Linked DNA regions of Anas platyrhynchos: region 2 is linked to region 1. Evidence: chromatin contacts called from public Hi-C data. All regions are on one chromosome and are shown on one strand. Each heading gives the region's core, a stretch centred on a gene start, on an enhancer-like site or on the middle of the called end of the contact. The rest is flanking DNA. Distances are from core to core; before and after follow the strand shown.

The links. Hi-C and Micro-C count contacts between places; a contact is called where the count stands out from the background.
Region 2: a Hi-C map of subcutaneous adipose tissue shows a contact between it and region 1, with 3 times the contacts expected there. The contact joins the enhancer-like site here to the promoter of MCFD2 in region 1. A contact is called at or near these places in 5 of 8 Hi-C or Micro-C datasets (F1 follicle, liver, skeletal muscle and 1 more).

Annotation. Positions count from the first base shown.
Region 1 is chr3:38,964,529-38,972,443 of IASCAAS_PekinDuck_T2T, forward strand. It overlaps MCFD2 (multiple coagulation factor deficiency 2, ER cargo receptor complex subunit), which reads left to right and starts at 4,228. Exons shown (of 3, transcript XM_005009819.6): 1 at 4,228-4,521; 2 at 4,973-5,132; 3 at 6,442-7,827. The coding sequence starts at 4,250. The coding sequence ends at 6,573. TTC7A (tetratricopeptide repeat domain 7A) reads right to left here and starts at 4,120. Exons shown (of 20, transcript XM_027454067.3): 1 at 3,918-4,120; 2 at 2,937-3,100; 3 at 1,043-1,211. The coding sequence starts at 4,068. It overlaps LOC110352708 (a long non-coding RNA gene), which reads right to left. Exons shown (of 17, transcript XR_011808186.1): 17 at 7,843-7,915.
Region 2 is chr3:39,113,244-39,121,158 of IASCAAS_PekinDuck_T2T, forward strand. The region is part of intron 5 of CRIPT (CXXC repeat containing interactor of PDZ3 domain); the gene reads right to left. Among named protein-coding and RNA genes, the nearest start is that of SOCS5, 14 kb to the left of the region's middle. Within about 2 kb of position 3,523, at least 1 of the 8 cell types and tissues checked has an H3K27ac peak or open chromatin away from gene starts, as enhancers often do. A contact at or near this core is called in subcutaneous adipose tissue, where this site is marked.

The DNA of each region.
Region 1 (7,915 bases), core at 2,978-5,477:
TTACTCCTCTGCACATGCAAACATTAGTACAAGTTACAAGTAAATTAGTCCTACACCACAAAAGCTCATTAATGCAGCAGATTCAACCAGAGCCATAGGAAACAAAACCAAAGCAAGCAAAGCAGCAAAAACAGGTTTTAAAAAAAAAAAGCAGAATGACTGTGTGAGATCATGAAACACCCAAATTATCATCAGTAATACTAGCAGCCCAGTCAAACAGTATTTGGGGTTGATTTGGTATCACTCTTTTACATACCATTTGAAGGTATCTGATCATCACAGAGTTCTCATTCACCTAATTAGCTGGTGGACATGCTGAAAAGAGTAGAAAGCAGTAGATAGGTAGCAGTACTTGAGCAACATTTATAAAGGAACTGAAAGCAAATGAAGGAGAAGATTACTGATCTTTTTCCCCCCGCCAAGTCAGTAACCGACTAGGGTCTTCCTTTCCCCCACTCAAAACTGAAATGCAATTCCACTACCCTTAGAAGCAATTTTCATTAGGATCTCTCAGAACAACATTTGTAGAATTAAAGGGGGGAGGAGAGTCCTGTTTGTACCTTAGGTCTGATACAACGTAACATGCATTGCAAAAATACACAACCTGCTTTGAAAGTGTATATTGTGGTAGTCCAGAGTTTAAAACTTGGAAACTCCATCCATGCTCATTTCACAGAAACCATATAAAATTACAAGTGGATGACTCTAATAGAAAGTACAGGCCCCGAGTTCAGAGCGATTGATTTAGATTTTCCCAAAATGTGTACGCAGGCACAGGTGCATTGCTGACTTACAGCCAAGAGTTAGCACATGACTTCCAGCATCAACCTTTCTTTTACAAGTCAGCCAAGTTTAAAAATCATGGACCAAGACTGCATGACGCCTTTAATTTTAAACTGTACAGATCATACCCAGTAGGACTTTAGAAAGTCAACAAAAAGTCAACAACGCTGCCAATCTGATCTTATCGAGCCACTTGGAGAAATACCTTCAACTTTCTACCTACACAGCATACTTCAGATATATGTATGTGATTCTTTACCTTTAATAACGAAGGCTTCAGTCACCAAACGCAGCATGTACAGGGGTTCATCTTTTGTAGAGATGTCATCGATCCCTGCTTTTGCATACATGCTGATGGCATCTCTGTAGGATCCCTCTGCGTAATGAAGCTTCCCTAGGATCAGCATAGCTTCTACCATATACTTAGGCTGAAACAGAAGTGAGGGGAAGAGAGCATTTACACAGTAAAATACCAAAAGGGCACAAGTGAGGTACTTTAGCACAAATTAAGAAGATTCAAAATGTTTTGTTTTTAACCTTGTCAACTACACAGTTTGGAGAAGTAAGGATTTAAGTGTCTAGATATCTTAGCACTGTGCTTATGAGAGCAGCAAGCCACAAAGGTCAAGGAATTACTTTGGAGCTCAGTTTGGCAACACACAGCTTACAAGTCACCTCTTCCCTTGCCACTGACCTATTCTATTGATTCACCAGCCATGGATAGCACTAAAGCCTGTCACTATCATAACTAGACACACACACCAAGGAAATCCCCTGCTTTTAAGCTGTATAGAAAACATTTTTCAGTCATTCAGTTACTGGTCCCCTCTGCTCTGTACATTTAATTAAAAAAAAAACAAAAAAACAAAACAGGAAAGTTCCCAAGTTTTCTTAAGTTCTCAAAAAATTTTCAGGCAAAAGTAGAGGCAGAAGGCATGCCTGCCATTTCTAGAATTTGTTTAGTATTGAAAATGTGTATACAAATGCGTGCAAAAAACCCTACACTTATTAAAAGACAAACATTTGGGCCCTTTCTAATGTTTCAGAAAGCAGAAAAGGTTCCTAATCCTTCACCCTCGTTTTTTAAACACATTCAGTCAACAGAGGTTCATGAGTAGCCTGAAAGTAACTAACATGATTAGCCAAATCTCCGCTACAAAGAAACAGTAATGGCAATTCACTAAGCCAAACCTAACACCTAGTCCTGGAAACAAACAAACCAAACAGCAACAACAACAAAAAAACAACCAACCAACCAAGAACAGTGTTTTTGGCTGTTACTGGGGTTAAACTATAAAGAAAAAGAGTTGAATGAATCCTCCTTCCTACCCCATCTTTTTATTTAAATACACTGACTTTTGAGAAGATACAAACAATGAACTGCCCCACATGACAAAAAAAAAAAAAAAAAAGCTGAACACGGGCTCTGTTGCAAGTAACATGATCAACATATAACATCCACTTGCAAGCTTGTTACCCTGTAAGTTTCAGGACCAGGCACAGTACAAGCCTAGAACTTCAGACTTGTAATTTGGAGTCCTATTAAAGCTGTCCAAAGTCAACAGTAACCTTTGAGGCAGTGTCTTGAAACTCTCCTAAAGCCCTCTGCAACTTAGCTAATGGGCAGCTATGAACCACGCACTCAGAACATGAAACAAAACTGAGACTAAGTTGGCATAACTTATCTGTCACAGACTGAAAACAACACAAGGCTGTAACCTTGGACTTGCACTATGACCTCAATGGCCCAGCAGCAGCATGAAGCACATTTTACCTCTGTCCTGGTGTTGACCAGGTGCAATTCCCTCAGCCCCAGAGCGGCAGGAGGTTCCTCAGCCAGGCAAGCCCTGCAGCACCATTAGAAGGCCCTGCACCACGGCTGCAGAGAGCTCCTACATGCTCAGCCCACGTCTTTGTAATTAAAAAGAAGGATACATTTGTAATACCTAACCTGTTTGGATGTGAAAAAGCAATCTCTCAACAGAAGACACTGCAGAGGAGCATTGAATTACCAGGACATCAGTAACACCTATAAACACAGCACTGTACATAGAGGGACGTGATAAGGCAATGTCACCACCCTGTACCAGGCTAACAATCACGTGAAAAAAAGCATCAGGTTATCAGCAGTTACAGTGACAGAGCCCACTTACCCGCAGCTTTCCTCTGCTTAAGATGTTGGTCAGGCACTGCTTAGCCTCACCCAGTTTGGGCTCGTTCTTCTCTGTCAGGGGGATGGAGTCCTTCAGTTTGGCAAAGTTTTCCTGCAAGCATTCTTCCAGCAGGACTTCGGCAAGCAGCATGTTCCCATAGTCCTCTGAAAGCACATCCCACCCAAGCAGAAACATCACTGAGCATTTCTGAATGCTATTATCAGCGCTGCTTTATTTAAGTAGCATCACATTAACATTTAAACGGGATTAGGAGAAAACTCATCATCTGCAAGACACATAAATAGTAACTCTGAGGGGTGAGAGGAACTAGCAGAGGAAAAAGGGAAGTTGTGTTAACTCGGGGATATTGGGAACGTTGTTATCTATGAAAAATAAAGTGAGGCTTCCTTTTAATTAAAAGGATTTTTGCCTGATTGGATTGGTTCATTTTGGTGGCACAATTTACTCTTGTGTTGTCACTAATGTAAGAACTAAGAGTTGAAAAGGGGGCTTTGTGATGAAAAAGCATCAGATTTAGCAAGCATTTAACCACACGCTTAAGATTTAAAAGTGCACAGGAATATAAGTTTGCTGCAGATTCGGTATAAGGCATGAAGTTAGCTTACTGCAGAGCAGCAACCACATCAGAAGCTTAAATATTTTGCATTAAAGAACTGTTTTCTAGGAACTGTACGATGTAAATCTTGTTAAAAGACCCCACCGGCCAGCGCTGCTGCGGCTCCCGGCTGCATTCATTCAGGAGCACCTCACACAGTGCACTGAGCGGAATAGGGTAAGGACACCTCCCTACACCCCACCAGGGCACCCTGCCTTCCCCACAGCCCCTGGTGTCGCCCCCCGACACCGCGGGCACCCCTGCGGGCAGCGCCCTCTGAGGACGCGCCCCGCGGCTCCCCCAACCGCCGCTCGGCACAACCGGCACCCGGCGGGGCTCCCCCCTTCCTTCCTTCACCCCCTCACCGGCTTCCTCGGCGCCCGCCGCCGCCTTGCGCGGGGCCCTGCCGTGCGGCGGCAGCTGGTGGCGCAGCAGCTGCCGGAGCTGCGCCCAGTGCCGCTCGGCCCGGCAGCGCTCCAGCTCCCCGGACAGCTTCACGTGCCACAGCGCCGCCATCTTAGCGCCCCGCCGAGGGCGGCTCCGCGCCGCGCCCACCCCGCCGCAAGCCCCGCCCACATAGGGCGAGGCCCCGCCCACCGAGGGCGAGGCCCCGCCCCCTCCCCGCCGCACCTGCCAGGTGCAGCCGCGGGGCGGGGCGCTGAGGGGAGGGGAGCGGGCAGCGGGGCGGGGCGGGCGCATGCGCAGTGGGCCGGGAGCAGGGCCCCGCTGCACCTGGGGGCCAGGGCCGCCATCGCGCGGCGGTTTAACGGCCGCGGGCGGCGGTTTAACGGCCGGGCGCTCCGCGCTCTGTTTGTTGTTTCCTCTCCACAGGAGGCTCGCCATGGCCCCGAGGGGTGCGGGAGCGGCGCTGCTGTGCTGCTGCCTGGCCGCCTGCCTGCTGGGCGCCCCGGCGGAGGAGAGCCAGCCCGCGGGGATCCGCCTGGACAAGAGCCTGGTGCAGGACAAGGAGTACGTGAGGGGCAGGGCAGCCGGGGGGCGGCTGCTGGCCCTGCCAGGGGCTGGGGAGCCGTCAGCACAGCTCGCACCAGCGCTTCCTTAGCTGCCTAGTTGAGGTGTGAGGGTAAACGCGCTTCCTGCAGTCCCCTCGCGTTGGGGAACAGCCCCAAGGAGGCTCTGAGGGCTGCTTGGGGTGTTTTGATAACCAGTTCAGCAGGCCAGGAGCAAGAGGAATAGCTACCTGAGACACTAGAGGCCACTGCAGCACCTCTAAGGAGCAGCCGCTGTGCCTGCCTCGTTTCAGTGTAAAACTGTCAGCTGTCCTGCGTGTCCAGGGTGCTTTTAGAGACACAGTGCTTCCTGGGCACTTGGCTGCTTGAGCAAAGACTGCGTTTGATGTCAACAGAGAATTAAATATTAACTAACTGGCATGTCACTTGTTGTGTGTTGTTTTTTTTCTTAGCCACATCATGGAACATTTGGAAGGTGTTATCGAAAAACCAGAATCTGAGATGTCTCCACAAGAGCTGCAGCTTCATTACTTCAAAATGCATGATTATGATGGCAATAATTTGCTAGATGGGCTAGAGCTTGCTACCGCTATATCACATGTCCACAAAGAGGTAGGTGGTATATTGTAATGGCTTGTGCGTTTGCAAGCAGTTCTGACTTTCTTAAATCAGCTTTAGGTAGCATTGTCACAACACACCTTCAGTTACAGTAGAACAGTTTTGTGTGAAAACGAGACTGTTCCCCCTTCAGCTTGATTTATAAACGTACTAACTTTACCATAGTTTTTTCATGACACAGCACAGTTTTAAGGAGACTCCCCTGCAGTTTAAGCTTGACTGTGAGTGAAGACTGCAAATAATTTAACAAAGGGGATAAGCAGGGATGAGGAGAGGAGAAAGGGAAATTGTCCATAATAGAATTAGATTGATGTGTGATTATAGAAGTAGCATGTGACACAATGCTGCTGCAGGTTTTAAGCCAACTGTTTTCAGGCCCAAACTACCACTACCATGGATACACCAAATGTAAGAGACCTCTTGCACAAACTCAGCTTAGAAGAACCAGTCATGGTCTGCCGTTGTTTTCTTTACCATTTCTAAACATGTTTTCCTCCCAGCTACAAATGTTTAAGAACAAAAGCAAGTATGATCCTTAGGAAGACAACGCTTACAGAAAATCATGTACTGACCTTTCAGAAATTACAACTCAAAATAGCATAACTTTATATATACCTCTGGGGAAAAAAACAAAAAAACTTGTCAAGAACACAATAATGGCTTGCTGTTTCTTGTGCAAGGGCACTTCTTCTCATTCCCCTTTGTTCCTAAGAGGTGATACTAAGAATTTTACTATCTTTAAGCTACAACAATGTATTGAAGGTGCTGTTGTGTTTTTTTTTTTTTTAACTGCGAACTCCATATGTTACAAGTTCATATGTTACAAATATATGAAACATGTTACAAACATGTACATGTTACAAACATATGAAACATGTTATATGAAATATGTTACAAAACATATGTTACAAACTCCATATGTTACAAAGGATGATGTTTCTATACAGTATAGAAACTGTATGTCTGTGCAACATAAAGATTCAAATTAAGAATATGCCTACTAGGTTAGTCTATTGTTGTACATTGTGCTATTTAGCTTTTAGATCTCTTGGCTAAGAATATAAACTGGATGTAATGGATACAAAGCACTTGTTTTGAAGTACAGAGAACTTGGACTTAATAGCTTGCATCTGGTAAAAGTTCCATGTATTGGAACAAATGATTATATAAAACTTAGAACCACCTTAAACATCAAACACGAACTGCTTAACAAAAATTAGTTGTCAGTAATCTGTCACATGTGCCACTAGATGGGAAACACTGCTAAACTTGTTTCTTTTCTTTTTTTTTTTTTTTTTTGTAGGAAGGTGGTGAGCATACCCAGGCAATGAAAGAAGAAGAGCTAATTAGTCTAATAGATGATGTCTTGCGAGATGATGATAAGAATAACGATGGGTACATTGACTATGCAGAATTTGCAAAATCACTGGAATAAGGTTTTGCAGGGGGCTTGTTTCTCCCAGCTAAGTGGAAATGTGACCTGGTATAATGTGATGTATTACTCCTGTTGATCTTTGTGCTGCAGTGTTAGTGAGGAGAGGTGTACCAGTTGCAGCTGAATTTCCTTGAAAATTGTACCTGTTAAGGGGCTGGCTAATGCAGACTGATAGCCGTGTTTGACTAAATGGTTGAATCTTGAAGCACAGAAGCATCATCAGTATTCTCAAATTCCAATTTTTGACTATTGGGTTATATTGTACTTACTTGCTTACATCTTAAAATTATTTTTGCTTACATCTTAAAATTATAAAATACCTAGAAAGCAAGAAAAGATAACTGCATGTGTCAAGGAGATGACCGTATATCAAGGAGGAATTTCCTTACCTTCCCACTAATTTCAAAGGAGACTTGCATACAAGTACATGTGCTTAAAACAGCAATTGTAGAGGAAAAGTGTTTGAAAGTGACTTGTGTTGGAGGTCCCCATGACACCCTGTGGGCTTTTAACACTATGTTGCAAGAAATTGAGCATTTTTAAATAGATGTATATCCTAGTATACCCTCAAATGTTATATATAAATATGTATACGTGATTTTCAATTTATTCTCATCCTTCACAAATTTACTTTTTATATTGCATTTTACTAAATTTTTCTCTACCTTCCCTGGTCTCTTCTTACAAAAATGAAAGTATTTTATTACATTTATAATGTTGTATTAATGCTGCATAACATTTACTAGAGTAGCTTCTGCTATCTCGTTTTGAAGGTCATGTTAACAGTAAACCAATTTAATATGAAAGATTCAGTTCAATTTGATTCTTACAGTATTAGCCAGCAGGATAATCTGTGAGCAAGTAATGCTGCCTTGTTGAGGTTCAAGTTCATTTTCCTTGACGCTTAAATTATGGTGTTAATTTCAGGAGGTAGTTCATAACTAACAGTTTGAAGATACTTGAATGTTTGTGAATGAACATGGTTCTAGGAATGTCTTGAGTCAATAATTGGTAAGCCAAGCAGTTTAGGGATATGAAACAAGTGGTGTATTGCTGCTTTGTTGGTATTTGGTAACTATAAAGCATAGCGGAAATCTTAAATTGCATTCAATCATTATCCATGAATAGAGAATCTAAATGTTAGCATTTCTCTAAAATGTATAAAGAGCTATTTTCTGTACAAAATTATTCTTATACAAAGAAACACATTTGTAAAAGAAATTACTTCCTTTGTTTAAATGTTTGAGCAACGAATGAATGAGTGTTGGACTTTTTTTTTCTTACAATAACCACTTATTTGGATGCATTTGTAGCCAGGGTTGTGCTGGTTGTGCGAGCAATA
Region 2 (7,915 bases), core at 2,273-4,772, 150 kb after region 1:
AGAGAATGTCTTTTGTGTTTTTTTGTTTTGTTTTGTTTGTTTGTTTGTTTAAATCTCCATCAAGAAACAAAAAATATAGTGTATTTGTTCATGTCTTTGGGATTTGTGTGTGTGTGTGTTGAAGGAAAAATATGAACTGGGAAATACAACTAAAGCCATAATTGAGAAGAGCTGTAGAAATGAAAATTAAAGACAAATGAGAGCAAAAGGGATGGAACATTAATAAACATACAGATCATGCAAATTCAGTGTCATTTATGTTAGGATCAACTAGATTAATATTAAAATTAATACCTATTTCTCTGCAAGGGCTGTCTGGATTTACTACAGGTTGGACATTACAAGCTTGGGTATCTCCAAGGATGGAGACTGCACAGCCTCTCTGGGCAATCTGTCACTGGACAGCCCTGAGAAAAGCCTGCCTCCTTCATTCCCTCTCACCAAGTATTTGTACAGACCGTGAAGATCCCCTCTGAGACTCTCCTTCTCCAGGCTGAGCAGCCTCACCCCTCTCAGCCTCTCCTCACACGACAGAGGCTCCAGACAAAAATAAATAAATAAATAAATAAATCAAAGAAGTTGAGAAAGTATTAGTTGTGGATTTCAAACCTAGAAGGGAAGTAAAATGTTTTACATGTACTGTTTATTGATGACTTATTTTTAAGTGCACATGGAGACTTACCACATGTTCAGCTAAGTGGTAGCTATTCATTTCCTAAACTGGTTTTCTTTTCCTAGGCTTTAACTCCTAGGTTAGAAGAGGATGTATTACCCTACCTCATCACTGACACAAAGGAAGCCCAGGTGACTAGGCAGGACACCTGGCCTTCAGGTATAGGATTAGGTAAGACAAACTTCCTGATCCCCCACGTCACACACCCACGTACACACACCCACTGGTTTGGCCATGTCATTAGCACTGACCAAGCACGTAGCTCTTCCCAAGCCTGCACAGCAATTGATGGACCTCTGCTGCGGCTGTGCTTGCTCAAGGAAAGGCAAGGCCCCGTTCCACCCCTTGTGTATCGCCCCGTGCTGTTGGAGGGCTAGCAGGCAGCTATGGCGTGTTGCTGCTGTTTCCCACAGCCATACCGCACTGTTTGGGAAGCTTTTTCAGAACTTTCTCTAGCTGCTCTTGTGGACTTGAAATGGGATTGCCTTTGGTTAAGTCACTCAGGTTGCACAATGGGCCGAACTACTAACCACGTCTCATCAGACCTTCACTTCACCAGAGAGCATTTCGGTGAGTGTCGTGCTTCGCTGCCAGCTGCACAGACTATTTTTGCACCTAGGATAGAGCCTGCTTTTAGGACATGTCTATCAGGACCAACATCGACTCCAGGAATGTAGACACAGACATGTCTGAAAAAGCAAGCAGCAAGTTATGGTTGTTTTCAAGCCTCTTCTGAGGCAAGAGGAGGCCTCAGGGGTACATCTCAAAGTGTAAAACAATGACCAGATTAAAGGAGATTTAAAGCACAGATTAAAGGAGCCCTTATTAGAGTGCACATTAGAAGAAGTAGGACAACTAAAACATTTTCTCAGGATGTGCTCAGAACCACACAGGAATTGTTTCAAAGAGCAGTGGCTTATGACTAAAAGAGACAGTTTGAAGTGTTTTTGGACATCATGTGTCTCTTGCCTTTACCACAGCTTTAGCCTTGCATGGACAAATAGTCCAATTCCAGCACAAGGGGCATTTACTTTCTTATTAAACTATGCAGTTTATATGTTGGCATTGTCTGAAGCAATGGTGCCTACTAGATTTTTATGCCCTGACTCTTACGACCCCTCTTCTCCACCGTCCTTGTGTTGAATACCCATTTGGGTTAACCTAAACATATTGCCTGGGTGACAGCAAATCATGTGGTCAAATAATAATACTGATTCCAATGCTCAGTTTTCTAAGCAATCCTACTTCAGTTGGGCTATTTACAAGGATAACGACCATTCTTGTAGTAAAGGAATGCACTATTAGATTTTTCTTTTTTATTTTTAGCTGGCAAGTAGATGGCCTTTTAGCTGGAAATATCCCTAAGTTGTAAGTAGCTATATGACTATAATAAGATTTACTTGAAGAAACTTAAACATTCATGCTGATCTCTCCTTAAAACATAAATGTCAGAGTAGCTGAGATAACTAACTCCCACTGATTCCAGTGAAATAGATACTAATTACCCTTTGAGGATTTGAACCTGGAGCATAACAGAAGGCAAAATGTAACTTAAAGAAATATATAATAGAAAAAGTATTATGACATTATAAAAATAACTTGCATTGCTGTTGTACTGAATATTCTGCACTTAGATGTTTTCTTAAAAAGACTTACAAGATTTATAAATCTGGTTCTACAACATTTTAGAATTCAAACCTGGGATAGACCATGTCATTTATATCACAGCAATCTCCTGAATTTACTTTAAATCAGTTCAGTTTACAAGAACGGACATTTTTTTCAACAGGCTCTATTTTCTCCTATATGCATTTGATAACACACACCTCAGGACCACTCAATTGCTACCAAAAAGACTGTAAGTTCTAAAAGCTGGCTCTGAAAACAGCTTATTGCTGTACTTGTTGGAGCCAACAGACCATTGTCTTAGGAACAAGATGTGTATTAATTTTTGATGTTAGCTAACGGCTGCGTGAAACTTCTAAAGAAGTTGTCAATAGTCAGCATTTAACTCAGTGAGACAAGAAGATGCAGCCCACGAGGCTAGTCCCAAGATCTAGTTGACTTTGCCCCACTAAATCAAGTCTTCCTGGGTAGGCACAAAACACTGCAGTTACAAACACCCAGCTTATGCCTGCAGACATTGAACTCTCCAACTGCCTAGATGACACACAAAACGTTGGGTGTTCTTTTGAGTGAGACAGTTTTAGATGTACTGGGCTTCGCTCTGCATCTGAATATCCTTCCCTTGGATTTAACAGAACGTAACAGCTTCTCAGATGCCTTTATAATCTCACCTCGTGAAATGAAAATATTCAGCCAGCTTTTCATCTCTTCTTCATTGTATCTATTCTATCACTTATCAACCTGCTGAAGGCTATGTATTAGCATCCTCAGAAGGACTGCTACGTCTCATATGCATCAGAATCCCCCAAAGCCACCCAGGTAAAATTTAGACGTTAAATCCCAGCTGCCCATTCAGAACTGGACCTGAATCCATCTTTCCTTGGGTCTGGCATAGGCTTTTTGAGTGAAGATTACTACAGTGCCATCTAGTGCCACGTTGCTGATCCTCGCATACGCTGCATAGCATTTCTGAGGGCATTGCTCTGTACTCATTACTTCTAGCTCTGAATACTCTTAGATCTCGAAAATGCAGTCCACTTCCTCGGGAACATTCCTTCCTCATCCAATCTTTTTTTTCAGGGAAGTCATAATACAGATTATATATATTTCTATAACAGACCTTTCAGCAATGCCATGCAATAAAATTGGCACCGAGCAGTGTGACTGTGTGGAATGGGGAAGGAACTGGAGATTATCTTGCAAAGACCATGTGTTCCCTAATCTTCAAAATGTGCAACTTTTAAAAATAGGAATGTGGAAGTTGCTCGGTAAAGTAAGCTTAGAGAAGGGGTCTGATGCCTTCTGGCATGGCCAGTCTGGGTGCTGGAGAGTACCAGGGAGGCGAGGGGAGGTATCCCCAAATGCAAAGGTTCACAAAAATAGTGAAAAAGCTATTATTTTCCCTATATATATGGGAAGCAATCTCTGTTGAAAAATCCATAGAGGTTCCCACGCCCCAGGAGATTAAAAACTCTTCAAAACTTTCTATGCAATTCTATTAACAAAAATGCAGCTGATTCATGTGGCAATACTCCCTGTCAACTCACCCAGGTCTCCCGCATTCCCAGACGAGGAGCCCTGAGCGGATCTTGGCACAGGCATGAGAGGAGAGCTGCCCTAAAGTACCCATAGATGAAGAAGTTACCCAACGGGCAGCTTTTGAATTTCTGCAGGCTGAAGCAAGGCAGCGTGCCTCCAGACAGCTAATGCCATATTTCTGAAGTCTTTTTAAAGTAATAATACACAGAAGGTCCTAGTGAGAAACCAATGGGAAATGAGCACTTAGGGACTCGTGAAAATCATGTCGGGTTCCTGTCTACATCTGCAGAAGCTTTTAAGTCTGACCTCAGGACATCTTGTGGCCAAGTAAACGTGCTTTGCTAAATGTGACACTCATTTTGGGCACTGTGGTACAATGTGACCTGTGGCCTGTGTGATTAAAAGTAGCTGCTGTCGCCAGATGTTCCACGTGTTTCCCCAGGCTGCTTATTTAGGGTGCTGGCACCATCTACCACCACGCGGTCCAGCACCAAGCAGGCAAATGACTCTTTCTGTTTTCTTGAAGAGCTATAATGTTGGGGTGTTTATCTGAAACAGTTTGAGGCCATGTCCATGATAACAACTGGAGGATGGATAATTTCAGGTGTATGACAGGTTCCACTGAGACCAGTAAAGTCTGTTCTGTGATTTCTCTCATCTTACAATCATTGTACTTCAATAACTATACTGGGATTGCTCTTGAAAAGTCCTACTGACACTCCCAGCATTCTCATTTTCATAGCACCTTCAATACTGATCTAAAATTAGACTCTGTTCCTGAACTGAATGTATTGCTCTTCAATATGCAAGCCACAAATTGACAAAAAAAATCAGTCTCGTATACTTAGTGCTGAATTAGCTTGCAGTAAGACAAAAAGATTTACTTTTTGCCACATCTAAGGTCATAAAGTAAATAATAAAACTGTTTTCCATGAAGTCTGATTGAAAGTTTTTGCACCTTATTAGCCATCAGAGCAAATTTTGCCTGGTAACAGAACTATAGGTAAGATAGTAAAATACGTAAGAGAAGTAACATTCTAAAACTCTAAGTTAAATAAATATGTATCAAGAAATTAATGCAATCTACAAATCCAGATGTATTATTGCTATTTTATTTTGACTTAAAAATAGGTACAAGCTTTCACATACTTGATATAAATGTCTAGACCTTATCTTACTTGAGTGAATTCATGTCTGTTTAATAAGCAGAATGGTGCCAACAATTTTATAGAAAGCCCCACATGTTGTTTTTTTTCCTCTGGAATGTCTCCAAGCAAGTCACACTCCTCAGAAAAAAAAAAAAAATGTTTGGCCCTGATCCTGAAAAGACTTATGTATGTGTCAAGTTTTACATGCTGTGAAGAGCCCCATTGATTTAAATAGAGCCACTCACAAAGCAAAATGTTAAGCATCTGCACACATTTCACCAGGTTTAGGATCGTTGTTTGAAATAAAAATATGTTTTTAACCGTCCTTCCTAATGGGCCTTTTGTCTCTGTGCAGTCAATACAGCCCAGTGTTCGGTTTGTGTGTACCCAACACCTTCTTTAACTGTTGTGTTATTACTTCAGCCTGAATTTGCTGGACCATTTCACAGGATCCTGTAAACTGTGCAAGAGGAAACTGCAAGTTGGGAACTTACCTCATCTATGCCTTTTGCAGATCAAGAGTGCAATACGCTGTCCTTAGGACAATATTAATAGAACTCTGTGAGTTAATGAGAGATATAAGAATTTGATGCAATAAAAAGTGTCTAAAATCCACTCAGCAGGAATAGGAATGTCCCCCCATGAATGACAATAACTTTCATTTTTAAAAAGTTTCTAGTGTTGTTCCTGCTGAAAAAAAAAAAAAAACCACTAATGTGATTTGAGAATAACACAGTCTAGTACCATCTTCCTGAGTCTGCAAAAGATAATTCCAGTCTGCTGCTGCCAAAGTCTTCTCAAATTGCAAAGGAGTGAAAAATGACAGAGTTTAAACTGATATGAGAAGACAGTTTTTGGATTTTGCCAGGTAAGTCTTACAGAGTGACAGTGAATCTAAGGTCTTCCTAAAGTCTTTGAGTGAGTGGATAAGCTATTTTGGAGGTGCCCACCATCTATCTTGGGTAGTGCTCAAGTTAGAGAACAGAAAAGAGTGACTTATAATCACGTCTGACTGCCACCCACTTGGAACATGTCACAGAAACTAGGGATAAAAAAGTCTGATGCAGTTTAATTTAGGGACATTTGTACTGATTTTTACTTCACACTCTACATTAGCTCTGATAAGAGTCTCAATTTTAGGACTGTGCTAAATATGTCTTAGCAGATAAACGTACCAAATATGCAAGCAAACTGCACAGACTTTACTCTTTCTTTAAAGGTCAGGACTGCATTCCTATTGTGTCTAGAAAACATTTCACACAGTTTGTGAGCGCCGCCTATGATACATAAAAAAGAGCTGATTGACAGCGTCACTGTTAAGCACAGTACACAACTGTCTCATTCTTTTAAATGTCAAATAGATGTTCCGCTCTGCTATATTTCAAACTTGTTAAGAGACTTAGATATAACAGGTGTAGATCAATTTTTCACTGTCAAGCAATAAATATAACTTAAGAAACAATATAGAAACAGAAGGCTTTAAATATAAATATTCCCTTCTCCTAGGAGTTAAACCAGAACATATCAATACAAGGATCTCAGTGACTTCTGAAGAGTCAGTGACATCTGAGTTCACATTTTTACCACATATAATTGGTGTTTTGCATATAAACTCCTCAATGATATTTAGCAGGTCCAACTGCTAAACCTTTGACCTGGACTCATTTCTGTCAGAAGGACTTTGATCTATTCTGCTGTCTCTTGTGAGAGTGAAAACCAGGTGGATGGGCAGAGAGAGTGAAACGTGGGTGTATAGACTGAGGGAGAAGCAGCCAACAACAGCAATGGGCCAAAGAAATGGAGGCTGGTGCAGAAATAGCAGACACCCAGATTTCAGAGTTCAGGGCAAGGGAAACCACAAGGGAGAGGGAAGTGGGACTTCAAGCCTCAATGTGACTTGTGCTTTTATTTCAGACTGCTTGCTAACAAAGAGTTTATTTATTTTTCTGGTTATTGTTGGATAATATTAAGGTATATGTCAAGTTCTGACCTGCTAAAAGTGTTCCGAAGGCTTTCAGTCCTTAGCAGGAAGAAGATTTTGCCAGTCCCCCAGTTCAATATTTAACTTGGCCATAGGCTGTCTGAGAATGCAGTGGAAGATCCAGCTGGAGTACATGGGGTTGGGCATGGTCTCTGATAAGGAGAGGTGAGATCAAACTGGAAACCAAGCTGTACAGAAGCCTCTAAGTGTAAATGTCATCTGCAGCTTAATATCCCATTGAAATAAAACACATTCACAATGAGCTTTTGCAGCTTTAAGAAAGATTCGGGTGTCCTGGTGCCCTCAAGCACAGCAGATCAGTGCCTGGGATCCTTCTCCCAGCTTCTGTGTCCAGCTGACCTGAGCTGTCTGCCTGGCCAGCCGGGGTGCAGAACTTCAGAAGCGCCACTAAGTACCTGAACCCTTGGCTATGGTTACTTCTGATGACACTGGGCAGCCCCTTTCTAACTCTCTCTCTCACCCCAGATACCTTCCTTATCCTTTATCCCATCATCTTTAAAAGTGAAGAGGAATTTGGTAAATGTTCACTGGATACCATCACCAGGCTTGCAGGGACTTGGGCTCCAGTGCAATGATGCTGCAGCGCCCATCTCCCTGGGCAATGCAGTCCTCTTTGAGCTTTCACTAGCACAGCAGAAGGCTCCCAGAGTCAGTACTTCAACGCAGCTCTGCTGGCCAGCCTGCAGAGCAAGAGAACGACAGAGGGATTTATTTTACCTGTTCTGTGTTCCCTGATGTCAAATATTAGTGCATGCACAAGTCAGCTTTCATAACCCACTACAGATGATGAGATATTTAGGAAGAGTTGCTGGCTTTGTTTTGCTTTTGCAGAATTGTCAGCTCGGGAACTAATCTCTTGCAAAGAGTATCCCATTTCTCATTGCTGCCTAACACACCCATCTCTCAGTGGTGCAGTTTCCTATCCCC